Linked DNA regions of Mus musculus: all the other regions are linked to region 2. Evidence: chromatin contacts called from public ChIA-PET and Hi-C data. All regions are on one chromosome and are shown on one strand. Each heading gives the region's core, a stretch centred on a gene start, on an enhancer-like site or on the middle of the called end of the contact. The rest is flanking DNA. Distances are from core to core; before and after follow the strand shown.

Region 1 (3,465 bases), core at 94-2,593, 170 kb before region 2:
CTAGAGAAGCCTTGAGAAAACACAGCAAGAAGAAAACAGGACCTGGGAGAGTTCCTGAACCAGGGTCACCAAGGACTCTTGATGTCACAGACTGTGGGAAGTATCAGTGCTGTGCTGTCTCCACATGCTGAGCTTGGCTGCTTTGCTACAGTGCAGCAGATAACTGGGAAGTGCAGTTCTCCAACAATCTTCCTGGGGAAGTCAGAGAACTCTGAGCTAAAGCTGCAGTGCCTGAAGATGAGGAATTATCCTATTCTGCAGTTCTATTTGCACTAAGCTATTATAAGGCAAACTTCTTAGTATTTTATTTCAATTATAAGTGTTGGAAGCAAATTCTTAGTCCAGCCTAGGTCAGGGGTGGGCAATCCCAGGGCCCTGGATTCCCCATCTCCCCAATTTCACTTCTGCTCCTAACCTGGGTCAGGTCCTTCTCCAGGACACTAATGAATGACCTGCTCTCAGATCTCACCCCCATTAGATAGCAAGATCTTGGGAAACCAGCCACCTTGGCCAAGGGCTCTGGTTGTGAAGTCCTGGCAGATCTCAGAACTCAGACCCTTCCTGATTGCCAGAAGGGGGCAAGTGCAGCGAAAGCTGCTTCTGCTGCAGGCGACCGCCCTGGCCTGGACCCAGACGCGCACGGGTGGGTGCGGGGTCGGGAGGGAAAAGGCTTCTGGGGGCATGGGCGGGTCGGGGACTGCACAGGGGAAGCCCGGTCCCCGCGCCGCCCACCCGACCCTCCGCCCCTTCTCCAGCCACGTCGCAAGACCGGCGCCCTGCTCCCTTCCAGACCCGCTCACAAGCCCGGGGTCCGGGGAGGAGGTCAGGGTTTCACTGCGCGCCGCCCTCAGGCTCACACTCGATGCGGTATTTCTCCACTGCCATGTCCCGGCCGGGCCACGGGAAGCCCCTGTACATGGAAGCCGGCGACGTGGACTACACGCAGTTCGTGCGCTTCGACAGCGACGTGGAGAATCTGAGATATGAGCCGCGTGCGCCATGGATGAAGCTCCAGGGCCCTGTGTACTGGGAGCTACAGACAAAAGTCGCAGAGGGCCATGAGAAGAGTTTCCAAGTGAAGTACCCTGCTTGGCTACTACAACCAGAGCAAGGGTGGTGAGTGACCCCATGTTGGAAGTCACAACCCCTCCTAGTCTTACTCAGGGGCCAGGAAGTCCTGGGGCCCAAGTCCTAGGAGCTCCCAGAACTTGCGGGACCCTCTGGGACCCAAGACCCACTTTCACTTTTAGTTTAGGAGATTGCTAGGGCACAAAGGGCGGGCAGGGCTGACCGCGAGTCCTGCAGGCTCTCACATGTTCCAGTGGTTGTATGACTGTGACGTAGGGTCCGACGGGAGCCTCCTCCACGGGTACTGGCAGTACAGCCTACAATGGTCGCGATTACATAGCCCTGAACGATGACCTGAAAACGTGATTGGTGGCAGACTTGGCAGTGCTCATCACCCCAAGCAAGTGGGAGCAGGCTGATGAGGCAGAGCATTATAAAGCCTACCTGGAGAGCACCTGCGTGGAGTGGCTCCAAAGATAGCTGGAGCGCAGGAAGGAAATGCTGCTGCACACCGGTTCAGGGGCCACAGGCAGCTCCTCCCTCTGCCCTTGAGTTGGGGCTCAGTCCTGGGGAAGAGAAAACCCTCACCTGGGGTGATGCCCCTGTCTATTCTTGTTTTTATAATCTTTTTTTTTAAGTGACAAGAAAAAAAATCACACATTGAAATTAACCAGAATAGAAGCCATACATCTCAGTTAGAATAGCCATTCTGAACCGCTGAATATTCACTTTGAATTATCAAATATAAACCCAGTACCATTAGGCAAAGAAAAAAGAAAGAGGAGGGAGGGAGGGAGAGAACCCAGGACAGAGGTAGAACTAGAAAACAATTGGCTTCTTACCCTGTCTCATACCTCAAGGTGACTATCTGCATTCTGCCTCTTCTTGTCTCTCAATATTTACCTTTCTTGTTTCCTTTTGGCCATGTTATATTGTACACATGTATTCAATTGGATACATTTATACATATGCTTTTTGCTATATCCCACACTTGAGGAAAGGCTATGTAATTTTCTTCTTGACTTTGTGTGACCTCAATAACACTATATATGCTAAGTTCACCCATTTGCCTTGGTTGTTTGTGATTACATTGTTTAGAGCTGAATAGTATTCCATAGCCTTGACATTTCATGTCCAGCACCTCTACCACATGCCTTTGATTTTCCTGTCTATTTTTGATCAGTTTCAGCCTGTTCCTGTCACTAGAGCTCTGCAGTATAATTTGAGGCTGGGATTGAAACACCTCCAGTTCTTACTCCTGAGCCTGGCTCTGAGTGGTCTTTTAAATTATTTACTAAACATATCAAATTAATGAGAGTCTAATACTAGTGCATTAAGTCTGTAGGTTACTTTGGTAGAATGGCCATTTTCACAATATTACCTCTGCCAGTCCTGGAGCAAGGGTTTTAGGTCCAGCATCTGACATTCTCTTAGGTGATTTCTTACTACAGTACCTTGAAGGTTGCCACATAGACTTCTATCATTTCCTTGATTTGATATATCCCTGAACTCTTTTTCTTTTTTCTTTTTTTTTTTTGGCAAGGTAAACAAATAGCTTAAATATTTTATTCATTTGAAACTAAGCTTATTAACACTATATAATGAAAATGTACAAAGAATAATGTTGCAGTTTTTGGTTAGATTTAAGTCAAAGACATTCATTAATAAGGAATCTTCAAATGTGAATACCCCAGAAATGTCCGCAAGCCAGCTGATCATAACAACTGTCTCTGAATATCACCTTACTTTGGAAGGTATTGGCAAACATTTGAATTAAAACTCAAGATTTTTCCAAAATAAAGCCGTAATTAAAATAACTATTCTATATTCAAACTAAAAGTTTTCATAAAACTTTCCTTTCCAAAACAACTGTAAAGGAAACAAGGCATTTTGTAAAGTGTGGTCCTGAATAAGTCACAGTAAAAATAAATGTATACTTAAATCCCACCTCCTCAAACCAGAGGCTGCTTTCTGCTCACAGCCTTGGGACCAAGGCAGAGAACAGCCAATAAGCAACTTCAGGCAGGGTATTGCCAAAACCAAGCTCTAAGGGTTGAACACGGACACCTCAGGAGAGTTTGGGGTAACCTGGACAAAGGGTCCAGATTCTATGTTGAAAGTGATGCGAAGGTGAGCAGCTCCTCCCAGGTAGCAGTGCTGTGAGCCTGGCCCAGCCCTGCACTGCACTCCTTACGTGCTCTGGGGACACCCTGATCTTCCGCTCCAGGGGAGATCTTTTCCCTGTAGAAGTTCAGCATTCAGGGAGCTCCGTGACTGTATGAATGAGGTGAGCTCAGACTCCACAGGATATTTTAAGGCTTGGAGTCAAAGTATTTTTCCAGCACAGCTAGGCAGAGTCCATGTACTGATAGCCTGTCTCCAGTTTGTTCTAATTTC
Region 2 (3,659 bases), core at 301-2,800:
CTGTTCTTGTTAACTCAAGTATGTCAACCCAGAACATGGTTTTTGGTGTTTAAAAGTTCACTCGGGGGGGGGGGGTATGGGGGACCTTTGGGATAGCATTGAAAATGTAAACGAGGAAAATACCTAATAAAAAAAAAACAATAAAAAAAAAGTTCACTCAGAGAAAGACTCGGGGACACTGGGAGCCTGGACACTCAGTGTCACCCCCAGCCAGCTACTAAAGACTTTCTAGTGGCTTAAACCCATGTCTGAGCAATCTTCTCGGGCGGATAATACCATCTGTATTTTCCCTGCTGTGTACGGACATGCTATGAACTACCAGCACCAAATTTCAACTCAGCAAGAATGTGATCTGGGCTAGCAACTTTCATTAAACAATGTTTCCTGTGACCACCCAGGATCCAATGTATGAATATTTTTGCCTGCATGCAGCCACCAGTGCTGGACACTGAACCTGGGTCCTCTGGAAGAGCAGCCGGTGCTCTTACCTGCTGAGCCCTCTCTCCAGCCCTGCTTATTAGACTTCTAACACATCAAGAACTTCATTTCAACCAGACATGGTGGCGAATGCCTTTAATCCTAGCGTTCAATAGGCAAAGGCAGACAGAGTCCAGGCCAGACCCTACTACATAGCAAGACCGCCCCCCCCCCAGTCCCCCCCCCTCCAAAAAAAAAAAAAACCAATATCGAGTTCTCTGAGTAACTGGCTTAATCTCTTCCATGGCTCATTCATCCTGACCTCACAGAAATCCACCTCCTGAATGCTGGCATTAAAGGAGTGAGACACCGTGCCTACCACCATTCCCTTTATAAGGTGTGAAGAGTGGAGACCAGAGGACAACTGTATCTTTCCTAACACAGCCTCCATTTTTTTTTCCTCTAAGACTCACTACTTAGGCTACTGCGGTTCACCGAGTAGTCCCGAGTAGTCCCGGGGATCGGCCTGTCTTCCTCCCAGCTGGGTTTTCATAACAAGCCACCACGCTCACATTTTTAAAGCGATTTCCGATGATCAACCTCGGAGGTCCTGTGCTACAAAGCAAGCTCTTTACCGATTAAGCAACCTCCGCGGCCCTAAACAATGTGTTTTAACACACCACGTTATATATTTCAAACGTGTGCAATTTTTGTCACTTACACCTAAATAAATAAAGCTGGGGAAATTAAAATCTAATGAGGGCCGGGCATGGTGGTGCAGGTCTTTATTTCCAGCACTCCGTAGGCCTAGGCAGATAGATCTGGGTTCGAGGCCAGCCTAGTCAACAGATCGAGCTCCAGGAAAGTCAGGGCTACACAGAGAAAACCTGTCCTGAAATGAATGAATAAATCTACTAAGTAAGCTTAGTTGAGCCGAGAAAATTAAAATGAAAAATACTATAGTAGGCGCTTCAAGTTGCGAAGGCTTGACGATTGTACGCTTTTCTAGATTTGATAACCGACATTTCTGACCAAAACAAACAAACAGCGACTTTAAAAGGTTTTCGTGGGCTTACCGTTTGAGGAAGAGACATGGCGAAACCGGTCTGCGACGCCGGACTAGACGCAAAGCCAAGCCCACGGGCGAAACACATCCGTCTTCTTCACCCGTTGGGTGGGACTTCCGCTATCAAGGCTCCACCTTCTTAAAGGTTCCCCAAAAACCGCTAGCAGCTGGGGACCGACCGTTCAAACACTTGAACCTATGGGGGACCATTTCACCCAAAGAATGGACTGTCAGATGGTATTAGAAATTATCTCGAGCTGGCCGTGGTGGCACACACCTTTAATCCTAACACTCGGCACTAGGCAGGCAGGTTGGTGTCTGAGTTCGAGGCCAGCCTGGTCTACAGAGTGAATTCCAAGACAGCCAGGGCTACACAGAGAAACCCTGTCTCAAAAAATAAAACCAAATAAATAAATAAATAAATAAATAAATAAATAAATAAATAAATAAATAAATAAATAAATAAATGACTTTTTCCAACCATTGAAATCTGCTACGAGTAGAAGAACGAAGCTAAACGGTTTCAAAACAGCAGCAACGCAATAGCTCTAAGATAATTTTTATTTGTGGTATGAGATAAGGTCTTGTTATTTAGCCCAGGATAGCCTATCTGTTCACAGCAATCCTCTTGTCTCAGCCTGAAAAGCTGGGGTTAAAGGGGTGCACCACAGCCCAGCTCCATCGAACGTCGCGCGACGTCAGGGTTTCCTCTGCGCAGCCATGACGCATCTTGACCAGCAGGTGGCACTGCGGAGTCGCAGGTGCGGTGGACCGACCCTTTACCCAAGGCTGTGGGGATCTTGAGTTCCAAGTGTTTTTCCTGCTGTTGCAGCTACTCATTACTTACTACCTACTGATACATAATATTTCAACATAAAGATGAGCTGTAGCCGCACAGCTATCTGAACGTCACCACCAGTTATAGGCTGTTGTGAGCTGCTGGGTGTGAATGCTAGAAACCCTGGAAGAGAATCAAGTGCTCCTAAATTGCTGAGCCTTCTCTCCACCCCATAGCCAAATTACTTGACAATTACATCCTTATTCCAATGCCTGCACCTCTATCCGCTATATGGGGCCTTCAAGCTCATCTCTTCAATGGGTCCACTGCACCACAATGTTCAATGCCACCCTGACCCTGCCCACCCCCCACCCCCAACCCAATTACCTTCAACCTCCATCGTCTTCCTCTGGGCCTTCTCTCCTCCCTCCCCTTTACATTCCTGGTTTTCTCTAACTGGCTTACTCCTCTTCCCAGACAAGAAGTAAGACGCCTGCAAATTCTCCTCTCTTCCTACACAGGTTCTCAGCTTACACTACACTCTGAAGATGACCTATTCCTCTCCTCCCACCTCTATGCTGATGGTGCCCAATGTCTCCAGCCAGCATCTCTTCCCCAAGCTGTGCTTGCATATACTGTCTGCATATATTGTCTCTGGAGATCGCCCATAACAAACATGCCAAACTAGAGCCATGCTACACTCTGTTCCCTTACTCTACAACTCCATCACCAACACACACACACACACACACACACACACACACACACACACACACGAGAGAGAGAGAGAGAGAGAGAGAGAGAGAGAAGCAATCCAACAGCCTGTCCATCTATCAAACAGTCAAACAGTCTTTCCCCCACTGTTTCTGGTTCATTTTCCTTCTAGGATGGCTATAAAACCCTCTGGTCACTTTCCCCTTCCAAATAAATGTCCAAGTTGCAAACACAGTGGTCTACAGCCAATTATTTCCCTGCCTTTTAGTCCTAGGGTTAAATTTTTATTATTTTTTTTTTCCAACAGGGTCTCATGGTGGAGCTCTGGCTGGACTGAAACTCAGAGATCTGCCTGTGCCTTCCAAGCTCTGGAATTAAAGGTGTGCCCCACCACACCCAGCTCTATGGGTTTTCTGTTTTGTTTCCAGACAGGATTTCTGTTTAACAGCCCTGGCTGTTCTGAAACTCACTCTGTAAGATAAGGCTGGCCTCAAATTCACAGAGATTCAACTGCCTTTGCCTCCCGAGTGCTGGAATTAAAGGTGTGTCCCACCATGCCTACCTTCACGGATTCGTTCTTTAAAATGGGGACTGAAGAGCTGGCTCAATGGTTAAGAGCTGAGTTCAATTCCCAGCAACCGCGTGGTGGCTCACAACCATCTGTAATGGGACCTGATGCCCTCT
Region 3 (4,013 bases), core at 180-2,679, 230 kb before region 2:
TTGACTCTGTCAGGACTCATTTGTAAGCCTTCAGTGACAAAATGCATGAGAATTCATCTAGAGGTCAACTCTTCCACCCCGCATACCCTTCACCACTATTATACACTGTATAATAATATACATTATACACCATTATACAGCATGCTCCTATTCCTTTCCTTTTTCTCCCATAGACATGAAAGAAATGCTAACAGGGTTACCTACCCAGCACAGACAGAGAGCTGCAGCTCCCAACACTCCTGTGGTGACCAGGATGGGGGCAATCCCCCAAAGCCTAGGACTAGAAGAGACCCAAAGAAGTTTCAGCCTCAAGGGAGAGATGTCCTAAGGGCAGAAAGAAAAGTCAGAGTTAGGAAAGCATCCCTTGCTTCAGAGAAGGAAGCAAGCACTTTTTTTTTTCTCTTCAAAGTTTTATTTCCCTAACTTCAGGTCAAATTTCCACAAAATTGTATTCTGGTCAATTACTAGCCTTTTTTAGCTCCCCACAATGGTAGTACCAAAGGATTTGTGAATCAGCGAGAAGAGACCACTTTAAGAAGCATTGTATTTACTCATGACACAAGGCAACAGAGTTGGGTATCTGACTGTTCAACAACACAAAGCTTTAATTGCCTCAGTGAGGACAGACAGGAAAACCAGGCTGTAGACACTCTTCAACTTGTCAGAAATCAGACCAAGGAAAATCTATTCCACACCAATCCAATCTTTTCTTTCTGTTGCCGCAATATTTTTCTTCTTTTAATTATCATATCATGTATTTTCTCAAGTCCTTCCTTTAGCCCACCTCCTATGATTGCACAGGTGGGCTGCCAATGCCAAGAGTGCATGAGGTCAATTCACCTATTGGTAACAAGTCTCAATCTCTGATAGACCAGGTGGGTAGCAACTAAAAGTACAGGGACTCCCTGGTTTTCTGATATCTTTGTTATTTTATAAAGTTCAGTTTGGGCTTCTTCTGTTTGCTACACCGACAGAGTCCACCACAAACACAATGTCATCTATGCATGGGGTATATAACTATCACAGTGGTCTTAATTTCTCTTGCTCAGAAAGTGAAAAGTGACTACATCCGGAAGTGAAAAGTGACTGTTTGAGAATTGCCCAAGGTTACCTTAGTTTTCTCAGTGTTAAATCCTTTTGTAGGCATGGTATTTACAAAGTCGTTGAACTGCAGCCTGCATAAAATTGTTGTCTTTCCAGCACAGTCCAAACCAGTGGGAAAGGACCAAAAGGTGGCAGGCTGGTTCATACCCAAGTTCTAGCTGCAAATGGTTTACCAAACTGAATGCTTTCTTCTTATCTGTTGAGAATTTCCTTTTCTGGGTGAGAGAGCTACTCGATTTCACTTTCCACCCTCTGCTGTCTACTGTCAGCCACTGCCTAGAAGTCCTCCCTTTGCAGCAGTGAGGTCTGACTGGGGGGGGGGGGGGGGACAGAGGGAGGGAGGAGCGTCTACTGTCAGCCTCTGCCTATTTCACTTTCTGCCCCTACTGTCTACTGTCAGCTGCTGCCTAGAAGTCCTCCCCCTGCAGCAGCTAGGTCTGAAGGGGGAAGGGACAGAGGGAGGGAGGGGCAGAAGAGCTGTGGCGCACCAGCCTAAACCTAGTGCTAAACCTAGTTAGGGGCACACTAGCCAGCCTCCCTAGGTGGCGAGGCGCCCAGAGAAGGAAGCTCTTAAAGTAACAGCTGAGTATGGAGAAGGAGGGAGCAGGAGTCTGCTTTACCAGAGGGACAGTGGAGGTCACCATGATCACTCAATATGGACAGGATGGAAGTCTGGACTGACAGTCCATTCCCCATTTTCAGCTGCAGATGGTGTCCCAAGATGAATGTATTCTTCTTTTCAGCTTATGATTTCTCTTTCTGGGTGATCGCTGGCTGACAGTCCTGATTTGTCACCTCACTGTCAACCTGGGCTGTCAGCTGCTGCCCTGCTCAGGAGTCTGTCCCTGGGCAGCTGCAAGCCCTGATGCTCCCCACCCGCTCTTGCTAGGGGCATGCTCACCAGCCTCCTTACACCAACAGCCTAGTATAGGCAAGGAAGGAACAGGAGTCTGCTTATCAGAGGGACTGTGGAGGCCACCATGATCACTCAATATGGATTGCATAGAATCAAACCCCACAAGGTCTCTCATGCAGCACAATACAATTGAAAATTGGCCTAAGAAGACCACCCACTTTACTAAGGGTGCTTCATAGTGTCTTCTATATAGAAATTGAGGGTCCTGAAATGAGGCTCAGATTTCCAGGACAAGAAAACACAAGGGTATGAAAGCAGAGCTCTGCCACTCAATGGTGATTACAGAAAAAAAAAATGTTGATCTCCACCAGGACTCAACATTCCCAGGACCCAGCTCAGGCCTTCCATTCTATTCTGAGTCTCTAAATAATGAGAACTCAGTCATGTGGGAATTTGACCTGTCCCCTCCCCAAACCACCTCTTCCAGGCTTTCCCACCTGACATAGACCCCCAGATCTGCTTACCAAGAAGAAGAGACTCTGGCTCATGGTGAACACTAGATCCTTCCAACCTGCTCTAGAACAGCTCTGGATAACAGGACCCAGGGATTACTGCAGATCACTTGCCCCGTGCTGCACGAAATGAAATGGGCAGTCTATAAGTGATTGTTTAGTATGTAGTGTCACTGGAGCAGTCCTGATATGAGTCAGCCTCATTAGACACCATCCAATGACATTTGTCGTCTGAGCCAAAATAGTAGCCAAATATTGGAGAGCTCATCTCTTCGTCCTGTCTCCCATAAAGTTTTGTAACTTATACTCACTTCTTCTAACTTGTGCTTGTGGTTTTAGGTTTTAAGATAGAAGGTACTGGAGGCCTGGCGGCTTTTTCAAATTTTCCGTTGCTCACTGAGCTGAACTACGGTTGGGATTCCTGATGCTGAGTTGGGCAGGTATACCTCCATTCTCTAGGGAATGCCAATGTGGGAGGACAAGAAGACCCTGACCTCTCCCTAGATCATCTTAGAATAGCCTCAACCAACAGTCACTTTTAGTGGGATTAACTAATTAAACCTCATCCTATAAGCAGGTGTCCTAGGTAAACCTAGAACCTGGTCTCTGGTGCTTGAAGGACAATTCCTCCAGTTCTAAAGAAAAACATCCATGGAGCTTGGAAGACAAGGTCAGTGGCTCAGTGGGGGAAGCAATTGCCACCAATGCCATCCCTGAGACAAACACAGTGGAAGGAGAGAACCTGGTTCTGCAAGGTTCCCTCTGACCTCCTCATCTGTGCTGGGGAAGAAGATGGACAGGTACACGACAGACAGACAGACAGACAGACAGACAGACAGACAGACACACACACACACACACACACACACACACACACAGACTCACAGTGAAAGTAATAAAATTTAAAACGCCAGAGTTTTGGGTCTTATTATAGGAAGGGAAAGAAGAATGGGAAGGAGGAAGGAAATGAAGAAATAAGATTTGTAATTGTATTTGCAGCCTTCGCTGCGGCCCCATCCGGTGCTCTCCAATGCCAGTGCTGCATCTTGCTAGCTGACCGCAAATCACAGGTGGTAAAGCACCCTGGAAACAACAAAAGCTCACAAGCTCACAAAAGTGCGCCCTCTACCAGAGGAGTGAAGAAACCTCATCGTTACAGGCCTGGTACTGTGGCACTCTATGAAATCCGATGCTATCAGAAGTCCACTGAACTTCTGATCCGCAAGCTCCCTTTTCAGTGTCTGGTGCAGAAATTGCTCAGGACTTCAAAACAGATCTGAGCTTCCAGAGTGCAGCTATTGGTGCTTTGCAGGAGGCAAGTGAGGCCTATCTGGTTGGCCTTTTTGAAGATACCAATCTGTGTGCTATCCATGCCAAACGTGTATCAATTATGCCAAAAGATATCCAGCTAGCACACCGCATACGCGGAGAACGTGCTTAAGCGTCCACTATGAGGGGAAACATTTCATTCTCAAAAAAATTTTTTTTCTCTTCTTCCTGTTATCAGTAGTTCTGAATGTTAGATATTTTTTCCATGGGGT
Region 4 (3,958 bases), core at 1,049-3,548, 240 kb after region 2:
GAGTCACCATGTGGTTGCTGGGATTTGAACTCTGGACCTTCGGAAGAGCAGTCGGGTGCTCTTACCCACTGAGCCATCTCACCAGCCCCCCCGCCCCCCGACATCAACATTTTTTCTATCTGTATTTTTCTTTTTTCATACTAACATCTCTGTCCCTCCCCTCTCCCACCTCTTTTCCAGGATTCCACTATGTAATTAAGGCTGTCCTTAAACTGAAAAGCAATCCTCCAGCTCCATGAGCCTCCTGAGTGTTGGGATCTCAGACACATGCCACCATGCCCAGCGTTTCTTTGGGTGCTGCCTTCTCCCATGTTCTTACCTAGGTCCTTGTTCTTCTCTCCTTTGGGACAGCTTATGTTTTAATGTATTTTATTATTATGTGTGTGTGTGTGTGTGCGCACACACACATGCAGGTGCTTGAGGAGGCCAGAAGAGAGTGTAGGATCCTCTGGAGCTGAAGTTACAGTCAGTCAGGTGCTGGAATTGAATTTGGGTCTTCTGCAAGGGGAACACATACGTTTAACCCCTTGTCCTACTTAGGGTTTCCAGAGCTGTGAAGAGACACTATGACCAAAGCAACTCTTCTAAAGGACAACATTTAATTGGGGCTGGCTTACAATTTCGGAGGTTCGGTCCATTATCGTCATGGCAGGAAGCATGTTAGTGTGCGGGCAGACATGATGCTGAAGAAGCTGAGAGTTCTACTTATTGGTCCAAAGGCAACTAGAAGAAGGCTGTCTTCAGGCTGCTAGGAGGAGTATCAAAGCCCCACCCTCAAACTGGCACAAGGCCACACCTACTCCAACAAGGTCACACCTCCTCCAAAAAGGCCTTCTAATAGGGCCACTCCTTGGACCAAGCATATTCAAACCCCACACCCCTGAACCATCTCTTCAGCCCTTCCAACAGCAGAACTGGAGAGATGTCTCAGAGGTGACGCACACTCATTGGCTGTTCTTCCTGACCCAGGTTCAGATCCCAGTACGCGTATGGTGGCTCCCAATTGTCTTTAACTCCAGTTCTAGGGGCTCTAACACCACCTCCTTCTGGTCTCCACAAACACTGTAAGGAGGAGGTACACAGCCACACATGCAGAGAAAACACCCATACACATACATTTTTGTAAATTAAATAACAATCCCGAATTCTGGTTGTTTGTCTTCAGGGAGCCCAGTTCTCACTGCTGGTAGTGAGAGAAGCTGGGCTGGTGGTCTCTCCGATGAGGGTCTCTCTATGCCTCTCTATTATATAAAGAAAGTCTGAATTATCTCTTAGCTTGAAGAGGTTTCCCCCCCCCCTCTAGAAGACAAAGTTCATTTTCCTACCCATCTCTCATCTCTTTATCTAAAGGTGTAGCCATGGATGCCTGAAATCTCCAGGTGCGGTGAGAAGCCCTGGGTCAAATATAAGATGGTGAAGTGGTTGAGGGAAGACACCTGACAGCGACCTCTGGCCTCCACACACACGTGCACAGGCACCTGCATGCACACGTGTGCTCACAATCAGGAACACATCCACACGCCCACACACACCACACACATATACACACACAAAGGAAGCGGGGCTGGGCTGTGGGGAAGAAGGATGCCACATCTGCAGTCCTCTCCAGCCCCATCCCTCTCCCCACCGCCTTGACCTCCCTGAAGGCTTGCTCCCTGCTCAAGATCACAAGGGAGCTACCCTCACAGAACCTAGGCTTTGCAGCCAATTTTTTTTTTTTTTTTTGCGCGGGTGGGGGTGGGGTTGGGTAGGGGTCACATAAACTTCCTCGAAGTCCATCAACCTCTTGTTACTTAACTCCACGTTTCCTGTTTATTTGTTGGGTTTTCCAAGGTGCGATTTGCATATAATTCAGGAACTGTGAGTAGTAAGAGTCCCTGTCCCAGTCCCCACCCCCAGCCCCCTGCTTGCCAACTGGCCGATTTTTAGGAAGCACAATTGTTACTGAAACACTTGGAGGCTCCCTGCTGTGGGTGATCCTGCAATGTGGACCTGTGCCCACACATCACAGGAAGGCCACAGAGAAGAAGATTGTCCACGCCCCTTCCTCCTCTTTTCCAAAGCCCTCATCCCTAACTGAAAATGCTTTCATGTTTCAAATGTGACCCAACAGATAACCCGGGCCACCAGGAAGGTTGGACCAGTACCACCCTGCCCACAAACTCCAACAAAGTCTGGTAAACAGGGCTGAATGCTAACCAGTGTGGTTAGGTCATGGGCTGCCTGCCCAGAGGAAGGAAGGAAGAAGCCGCTCTTTCTAACTCACATAAAATCGTGAAAGGGGCTCCTTGTTGCCAAGCTTGGGCGTGTGTGCCAGCTGCCTGTGTCAGCAGGAACACTCTATTGTGTGTTACTGTCTCTGTCCCTCTAGAGCCTCACGCATGACAGGCAGGGGCTCAGTCCCTTAGCTACACCCTGCAGCAGCCCAGTAGAGCATGATGGTCCCTCCTGTAATCTTCACAATCTCTATGGAAAGTAGAGACAGGAGGATTCCCACAAGTCATTGAGTTATTATTTTTTATTATCTATTGGTTTTTTTAAATAAACATTTACTCATTTATTTTATGTATATGAGTAGACCATTGCTCTTTTCAGACACACCAGAAGAGGCCATCAGACCACCATTACAGAGGGTTGTGAGCTACCACGTGGCTGCTGGGACTTGAACTCGGGACCTCTGGAAGAGCAGGTGATGCTCTTAACCGCTGAGCCATCTCTCCAGCCCCTATCTATTGGGTTTGGTTGTGGTGCTTTTGAGATCAAGTCTGTTGTAGCTCAGGCTGACTTCAAACTACTATACAGCCAGGACTGGCCTTGAATGCCTGACCCTCCACAGGCAGACATGGCACTGGAGAGGAGCTGAGAGTCATATATCTGGATCATCAAGCAGCATGAAGGGAGGGAGAGAGAGAGAGAGCCACTGGGCCTGGCTGGAGCTTCTGAAGCGTCAAAGCCCACCCTCAAGGACACACTTCCTCCAATAAGGCCACGTGTCTCAATCCTTTCAAGTAGTGCTGCTCCTATGTGAGCACTTTTGTTCAAACTGAGGCACCACAAAGAAGAAGAGGAAGGAGAGGAGAGGAGGAGGGGGGAAGAAAAGGGGATGAAGGAGAGGAGGAGGAGGAAGAAGAAGGAAAAGAAGAATGAGAGGGAGAAGGAGGAGGAGGAGAAGAGGAGGAAAAAGAAAACAAGGAAGAGGAAGAAGAAGAAGGAGGAGGAGGAGGAGGAGGAGGAGGAGGAGACTCTCTAAAGTTGTCTTCTGATCTCTACACACAAGCACCATGGCACCTCTATCCACCCCCATCACAAATACATATCTCATCAAAAATAAGTTATAAAAACCTATAAAATAAGCATTTAAGGAAAGTATGCGATAGATAGCATAGTGGCAAAATAAAGAGGGAAGTATTGATTTTTTAATTAACAGCTTCATAGATGAACATTATAGATGTGTATTGTGACTATACTGTGATCATATTCACCTCATAACCTCTCATCTCCTCCCTCCTCCTGCTGATCCCTTCCTTCTTCCTAGTCCTCCTCTTCCCCTTGTGTCTTGTGTGCCGGCACATGTGAGTAATAAGGCAGTCAGCTGCTGTGTGCTCATGGTTACAATGGCCATGCCATATGCAGAACACCAAGGCCCGCAGCATCCTTTGTGGTCTTTGCATCTTCTCTCTCGCTATGTTCGTTTGGGGCAAACTATCCAACAACCCCTTACTCTCAGCACTAGGCTTAGCTGGCCTAGTAATGGGTCTCTAACTCCTGGAAAAGACTTCTCTGGTTAAGGCTGAGCACTCAACTAGCCTATTTAGAGTAAGCACAAATATTTAGAAGGCAGTTTTACTACACGGTATATTAGCAAAACATCTGTAGTAGATTCTCTCTTGGAGCCTGCAATCTCCCCAGTCCATAGGGTTTTAACCGGGTTTACAATGCTAGAGGTTTATATCTTCTT

Evidence for each region. A called contact is a pair of places that touch in the nucleus more often than the background predicts. ChIA-PET counts read pairs in DNA pulled down with a chosen protein or histone mark.
Region 1: a contact with region 2 is called in an RNA polymerase II ChIA-PET map of memory CD8 T cells, with 23 read pairs. The contact joins the enhancer-like site here to the promoter of A930015D03Rik in region 2. A contact is called at or near these places in 4 of 39 promoter capture datasets (hematopoietic stem and progenitor cells, hippocampal neurons, liver and 1 more), 1 of 15 datasets of contacts at CTCF or cohesin (large pre-B cells), 3 of 115 datasets of contacts at active chromatin or transcription factors (embryonic stem cells, large pre-B cells and memory CD8 T cells) and 2 of 9 other capture datasets (adipose tissue and liver).
Region 3: a contact with region 2 is called in an RNA polymerase II ChIA-PET map of memory CD8 T cells, with 40 read pairs. The contact joins the enhancer-like site here to the promoter of A930015D03Rik in region 2. A contact is called at or near these places in 2 of 39 promoter capture datasets (cranial neural crest and maxillary cranial neural crest), 1 of 15 datasets of contacts at CTCF or cohesin (the NIH/3T3 cell line) and 5 of 115 datasets of contacts at active chromatin or transcription factors (the SCID.adh cell line, effector CD8 T cells, embryonic stem cells and 2 more).
Region 4: a contact with region 2 is called in a Hi-C map of the G1E-ER4 cell line, with 3 times the contacts expected there. The contact joins the enhancer-like site here to the promoter of A930015D03Rik in region 2. A contact is called at or near these places in 3 of 39 promoter capture datasets (the C10 cell line, cranial neural crest and pre-B cells), 10 of 484 Hi-C or Micro-C datasets (CD4 T cells, the G1E-ER4 cell line, the N1E-115 cell line and 6 more) and 3 of 115 datasets of contacts at active chromatin or transcription factors (effector CD8 T cells, memory CD8 T cells and pro-B cells).

The regions. Positions count from the first base shown.
Region 1 is chr17:36,159,194-36,162,658 of GRCm38.p6, reverse strand. 2410017I17Rik (RIKEN cDNA 2410017I17 gene) reads right to left here. Exons shown (of 4, transcript NR_033517.1): 3 at 1,513-1,634; 4 at 285-1,422. It also overlaps a transcript of Gm8909 not described here and the pseudogene Gm6659. Among named protein-coding and RNA genes, the nearest start is that of Gm8909, 7.6 kb to the left of the region's middle. Within about 2 kb of position 1,343, at least 27 of the 459 cell types and tissues checked have an H3K27ac peak or open chromatin away from gene starts, as enhancers often do. A contact at or near this core is called in memory CD8 T cells, where this site is marked.
Region 2 is chr17:35,992,395-35,996,053 of GRCm38.p6, reverse strand. It overlaps A930015D03Rik (RIKEN cDNA A930015D03 gene), which reads right to left and starts at 1,550. Exons shown (of 2, transcript NR_015618.2): 1 at 1,494-1,550.
Region 3 is chr17:36,226,712-36,230,724 of GRCm38.p6, reverse strand. It overlaps the pseudogene Gm18604. Among named protein-coding and RNA genes, the nearest start is that of Rpp21, 29 kb to the left of the region's middle. Within about 2 kb of position 1,429, at least 10 of the 459 cell types and tissues checked have an H3K27ac peak or open chromatin away from gene starts, as enhancers often do. A contact at or near this core is called in the SCID.adh cell line, effector CD8 T cells and memory CD8 T cells, where this site is marked.
Region 4 is chr17:35,750,706-35,754,663 of GRCm38.p6, reverse strand. No RefSeq gene overlaps it. Among named protein-coding and RNA genes, the nearest start is that of 4833427F10Rik, 20 kb to the left of the region's middle. Within about 2 kb of position 2,298, at least 117 of the 459 cell types and tissues checked have an H3K27ac peak or open chromatin away from gene starts, as enhancers often do. A contact at or near this core is called in the G1E-ER4 cell line, erythroblasts, memory CD8 T cells and 1 more, where this site is marked.